Linked DNA regions of Danio rerio: region 1 is linked to region 2. Evidence: chromatin contacts called from public HiCAR-type data. All regions are on one chromosome and are shown on one strand. The core of a region is the stretch at or near the end of the contact, and the rest is flanking DNA. Distances in the headings are between cores, read along the strand shown. Region 1 holds the start of mtnr1aa (melatonin receptor 1A a). Region 2 has its middle 15 kb from the start of cyp4v2a.

Region 1 (2,894 bases), core at 24-2,523, 420 kb before region 2:
GATAGATGAATTGGGTAAGCTAAATTGTCCGTAGTGTATGAGTGTGAATAAGTGCGTATTGATGTTTCCCAGTGATGGGTTGCAGCTGGAAGGGCATCCACTGCGTAAAACATATGCTGGATAAGTTGGCGGTTCATTCCGCTGTGATGATCCCATCCCAGATTAATAAAGAAACTAAGCCGAAGAGAAAATAAATGAATGAATGAATGAATGATAATCTGAGGGTTCAAAAAAAATTAAATTGATGTTATTAGTAACGCATATTACTAATCATAATGATTAGTAATATGAGTGTTTTGATAAACACAACCGGTCAAAAATTTAAGGTCAGCAGGATTTTTAAATGTTTTAAAATAAGCTTCTCCTGCTCACCAAGGCTGCATTTATTTAATAAAAAATACAGAACAAATAGAAACATTGTGAAATGTTATTGCACTAAAAAAAGAACTGTTCAAAACATAGTTTATAATGTAATTTAATAATTTACTTCAGTGATTTTTAATGATGAATTTTCAGCTTCATTACTCCAGTCTTCAGTCACATGATCCTTTAGAAATCACTCTAATATTTCCTATTATCATTATTATTATTAATATTATTATTAAAATAATAATAATTATTATTAATGATAATAATAATAAAAGCAATAATGACTGGACTAATAATTCAATTTAAAACTACTTATAATAAGATATAAATAGATATTTAAAAAAACATAAAAACTTTTTAAACTTTTGACCAGTAGTATATTTACAGTAGGAAATTCACAAAATATCCTCATGGAGCATGATCTTTACCTAAAATAGTAGTCTAATGATTTTGGCATGAAAGAAAAATCTATATTTTTGACCCATACAATGTATTTTTGGCTCTTGCTCAAAATACTTTTGTAACATAAAACTAATTTTGAGCTCCAGAGTCACATTTAATGACTAATAAAAATGACAATAAATAAGAATATAATAATAATAAATCAATGATCAATAACGATTTTAACACAATACCAATTAATCTTTTTATATTCATATTAATATGACAGTTGCAGTTGCCTCCATCTATTCTACACGTACCAGCACGTGCTTTACATTTCCCTGAATGGAAAGACAAAAAAGTGAATAAAAATTCTCTTAGCGCGGATAAATAATAATGAATGAGGGGACGACAGAAGCTCTCACAGCTGGAACGGGTTGAATGAAAGCAACGTTATCGAAGACGACCGCTGGGGGGCAACACACACAACACTTCAGTTAATCACATGTTCACAGGAGCTTTGAAGTTGCCCGTGGATGTCATGTACCAACACTGTGATGGGTGCACGCATAGCCATAAAAGTGCAGACCCCGACACACGAAAGCCCGGACGAGAGAACCGAGGAAAGTTGTCCGGGTCGCACAACTTACCCAAACCTCACGAAGAGATGAGATCCCACCGGAGGAACGCGCGCCACCTAAACTGCACGGTTTATTTCGTTGATTGAGAAAAAGTTTCATGAAGATATACAATGTTTATGAATGGGAGTTCTCTGAACAGCTCTGCACTGGACCCTAGCGAGCAAGCACTTCAGCGGCCGCCCTGGGTCACTACTACTCTCGGGTGTTTCCTCATATTCACTATAGTGGTGGATATTTTGGGAAACCTGCTGGTGATTTTCTCCGTCTACAGAAACAAGAAACTTCGGAACGCAGGTGAGTCGCGCGCGCGATCTGCCTGGCACAGGTGCATTTGCGTTCGACTTGATGTTTATTTTAACACGAACTGTTTTAGGGTGATGTTTTGTAACATGGAGACTGAAGAGTAGACCACACTGACAGGCAGGATTTATGTGGCAGAGCGCGCTTCAGTCTCAAGCGCGCACGTTTCGTGTTTACATGAAATCGCGTCGACATTTCTACACCGTGTGTTTTCTCTATTTAAAATACAGATTTTAATCCAAACGTAACAAAATGGCACTTTATATTACATACTACAAACGTGTCCGTGTTTTTTGCGCACGGCTGTTTGCAAAAGTGCCAGCAGATTGAACATGGATAGCTCACCTGACAGCACTCGCAGCAATATCTTATCAAATGATACGTTGCTTTTGTAATTCCACACTGCACATTCCAGTGCCATTCTATTATGAAGTAATAAACTCCACGTGCTTAATATTTAATCAATAAATAACCTGTAAACATACCTTGTAAAGATTTGTATGACTGTTATGTGTGGACGCCAATGCATGTTTGGTCGAGTCCATCAAATATAAGATAACTCCAAAGATGCTTGAACTCTTATCAGTTCCCAGTTCAGTCATATAATTTCAATTTTTTTTTAAAATGATTTTAAATTAATCAGTAGTGGAACTTTAGGATAATACTTTGAGATCTTAGTAAGATAGATGAGTTCAAATATTATAATGCGATGAGTGATCTCAGTAAACATAACATATACACAAGTAGTAAACATACAGTGGATAGGTGTTCTATTGCAAACAGCAAGATTGGATTTCAGTAACATTCCTAATAAACTTTTCGTTCAAACTTCAAATCCAAGTGCCCTTTAGACCATACCTATTAAGAATCATTTTAAATTTTTACATTTAAATGCCATTTGGTTCTACCAGCTTCCACAGTTGGCAATTTTAGCAATGCTTTTTTATGATTTGTTAGCACTTTTTAAGTGTTTCTCTTTGGTGACAAGCCAGAGGCATAGGTGGTCAAAAACAAAGAACCCCAAAGAATGTGATCCAAGAGACATCTTTATTGAATCATTGAGGAAATGAACAGAAATCAGTCGAGTGATTATACATTACATTTCTTGCCAACATTAAATTAATGATCATTTGCTATTAAGGACCAGTAATTGAATTCAAGATACTCTTATCTAATATTTACAGGTTGATAGACAACATTTCT
Region 2 (3,199 bases), core at 73-2,572:
ACCAAAGCCCACACTTCAAAAGGGAGACCGTCACGCTAATATCCGGAGCCCTGAGCTAGCCAGTTTCTAATACATGTGTGCTTGACCAAAGACATACACAAACCTGGACACACTCTCTACACATGTACTTTCATGTTCAGAAAATGTATCCAGGCACACATATGTGCTTTCATGGTTTTTTTCACAGCAAAATCCTGTATTTATTATAGACATCTAAACGTACACAGCATGGCTAAGACAAGGCTAAACTTGGGCTGTGAGAGAAAATCTAATAGACATCTTTTAGCCCAAAAACAATTCATCGATTAGACAGACTTTATATGTGTAGTCATTCTTTTTCTGTTCATTTGATGACTAGTATAGGTTTGACAGCCCAAATTTAGCCTTGTTTTAGCCTAGGTGACTATGTTTAGACATCTACCAGACATATTAGACTTCTTTTAAAAACAACAAAAAATGCTTGCTGGGTTCTTTCTTTCTTTAATTTATATAAATGTTATTTCAAATACTAAATAGTGTTTAGATCACGTGTACTGTTGTTTTTTGGGGACTTCCCATAGATGTAATTATTGTTATTTTATACAATCTGTACATTCTAACAGCCTACTCCTGAAAAAAACCCTTACATGAAACAAATTACATGTTTACATTTCCAAAACACTTAATTCTGTGTGATTTATGCAGCGTTTTCCTCACCGGGACCAAAGAAATGTCTCTTCAAGGTCAAAACTTACATTGCTAAACACACGCTCATACAGTACATAACATTTTCCCAATATTTTAAATTGACATAAATGAATTTTCTGCTAATTAAATGTTCTAAATTACACCTTATTTAAAGTTTTGAAGAGTCATTATCAGTATAGTCGTTTATAAATAAATTAATTGTTTTATTGTTTAAAACATGAATCTCTTAACGCTAAATTCAGAGAACAGACGATAACTTTTATTAAGTCTCAAACTTTTTGTGTGGACTTAATAAATAAGCCATGAAAGAAATTAAAATGAGAAACATGTTTCGTGTCAAGAAAGGATTACTTAAGCCTTACGTATGAGCCTTTGGGTGTACTTTAGTCCAAAAAAAAAGGGAAAACACCAGTCCAGACAAAGATAAGTCTGTTTATAATGTTTGTACCACGACAATAAATCTTGATAAAAATATTAGTCCTTGCAGTGTAGAAATCTGGGGTTTGCCAGAGGGTCCAGTGCATATGCTTTGCATGTGCATTCATGTGTCTGGTGCCTTTAATTGAAGAGATCGTCGCTCTTTTCATTAGCAAATACACTAAAAGTGGTACAACACCACCCCTCTGTGTTCAAAACACATCACTGCATCTATTAACATCCATCGAACTGCCAGTCAACAATTAAAACACTCATCCTTTATACCATTTTGCTCATTATCTGTTCAAATCACAGCTATTAAAAAAAAATTAAATAAAAATAAATAAATAACCACAAATTTCTGCAGCCTCAGGCATGGCTAAAAATACTGTTTGCCACTTTCCACAGTAGACTTTTACTTTTATCATATTTAATTTCTATTCTAATGTGGAAGATATTGGTCATATGCAAAAGTTTTGGGAAACAGCACAACGACTGTGGCTTTGTGTCGAAATAATGTGAGAAGATTATGGAGAACACAGAAACCAGCAGAGAGAGAGAAAGTTTTAATTAACTGCAGCCCTGAGGGACACCGAGCTCACAGCTACCAAACAAACACATCTGAGCAAAGCAAAAAGGATTTGTTAAATGAGAAGGCGAATAATAAGAAAGGGCCTATGGCTACAATTTGTCATAATGTTCACCTACCAAAACATACAATGACCAATATTTCAAGATAAATCACTTAACATAGGATAATGGGTGCGCCATTAGAGGTAGTTGGCATGGAGGGTGTATAATATCATGCACGTGTCTCAAGGGACCATGATCTGACTGGGTAGAAAGAGAAGTAGCCTACACAGAAGAAAAAACGAATAAGGACAAAGACTAGATTGGGTGATGTCTGAAGAGAGGAGAAAGCAATTAGAGTTTGACTTGGGTTCTATAACAATTAAGCTTGGCTAAAAATAGCTCTGAATGTTTTTTGTTTTTTTTACACACGTCCACGTTTTCAGATAGCCCTCGTGTCCGGTGAAGAGATGATAAGATGATTGCTTTCTTTGTGGTAACACAGAAAAGCATGTAATGATTATAATCAACTGATGTCATTTAGCTTAGCAATTGAAAATATAATAACAGATGCATCCCATATTAGGCCCATGTTGTATCAGGCTCTCAATCCCTGACAAAGCAGAACAAGCAATTCAGACTGAAAATGAAGAGATAATTAGAGTGGGGCACATGAAGAGCGCAGCCCTCTTGCTGTCTTTGTTAGAAATAAAATAGTATGATCTGTTGCTTTCAGCCACATTCAGTCTATTTTCTAAGAATCATTTAGATCTTTGCCTGTGCAATTTCCTTCAACCCAAATAAATGCTTAACAAAAATATTTTCCGTTTTCTATTCAAACCACCTTTGCTTTTGTGAAAGGCCTAATGCATTTTTTAAATTTAGATCAAATAAAATATATATATAGGGCGACGCAGTGGCGCAGTAGGTAGTGCTGTCGCCTCACAGCAAGAAGGTCACTGGTGTGTGAATGTGTGTGGATGTTTCCCAGAGATGGGTTGTGGCTGGAAGGGCATCCGCTGCGTAAAAATGTGCTGGATAAGTTGGCGATTCATTCCGCTGTGTTGACCCTAGATTAATAAAGGGACTAAGCCAAAAAGAAAATGAATGAATGAAAAAACAGTATATGAACATTTTTGTAAATATAATTGTCAATGTTATTATTTTCCCAAAAAATTTGGTCAGATTAACAAATTTGTTGATGATGAAATTCACAGCTATATCACTAAATACTGATTTCTCATCTCTTTTGAGGTTAAAACGTTGTAATGTCTTTTCTAAAAAAAATGACATAAATATGTCTAAAAACATAGCGACATGGTGGCATAATAAGTCACGCTGTCACCTCACAGAAAAAAAGGTCGCTGGTTCGAGTACTGGCTGGTTCAGTTGGCATTTTTGTGTGGTGTTTGCCTCTCCATTTGTTTGCATGGGTTTTCTTCAGGTGCTTGGGTTTCTCCCACAGCCCAAAGACATGCACTAGATGTATTAAATAAGCTAAATTGGCCGTAGTGTATGAGTGGTT

The links. HiCAR-type assays count read pairs that join an accessible place to other places.
Region 1: a HiCAR-type map of caudal fin shows a contact between it and region 2, with 15 times the contacts expected there. The contact joins the promoter of mtnr1aa here to the enhancer-like site in region 2. A contact is called at or near these places in 5 of 18 Hi-C or Micro-C datasets (caudal fin, embryo and an unstated tissue) and 1 of 4 datasets of contacts at active chromatin or transcription factors (caudal fin).

The regions. Positions count from the first base shown.
Region 1 is chr1:19,867,825-19,870,718 of GRCz12tu, reverse strand. It overlaps mtnr1aa (melatonin receptor 1A a), which reads left to right and starts at 1,273. Exons shown (of 2, transcript NM_131393.1): 1 at 1,273-1,685. The coding sequence starts at 1,502. All of the region lies in intron 6 of LOC137490653 (a long non-coding RNA gene), which reads right to left.
Region 2 is chr1:19,451,389-19,454,587 of GRCz12tu, reverse strand. No RefSeq gene overlaps it. Among named protein-coding and RNA genes, the nearest start is that of cyp4v2a, 15 kb to the right of the region's middle. Within about 2 kb of position 1,322, at least 6 of the 62 cell types and tissues checked have an H3K27ac peak or open chromatin away from gene starts, as enhancers often do.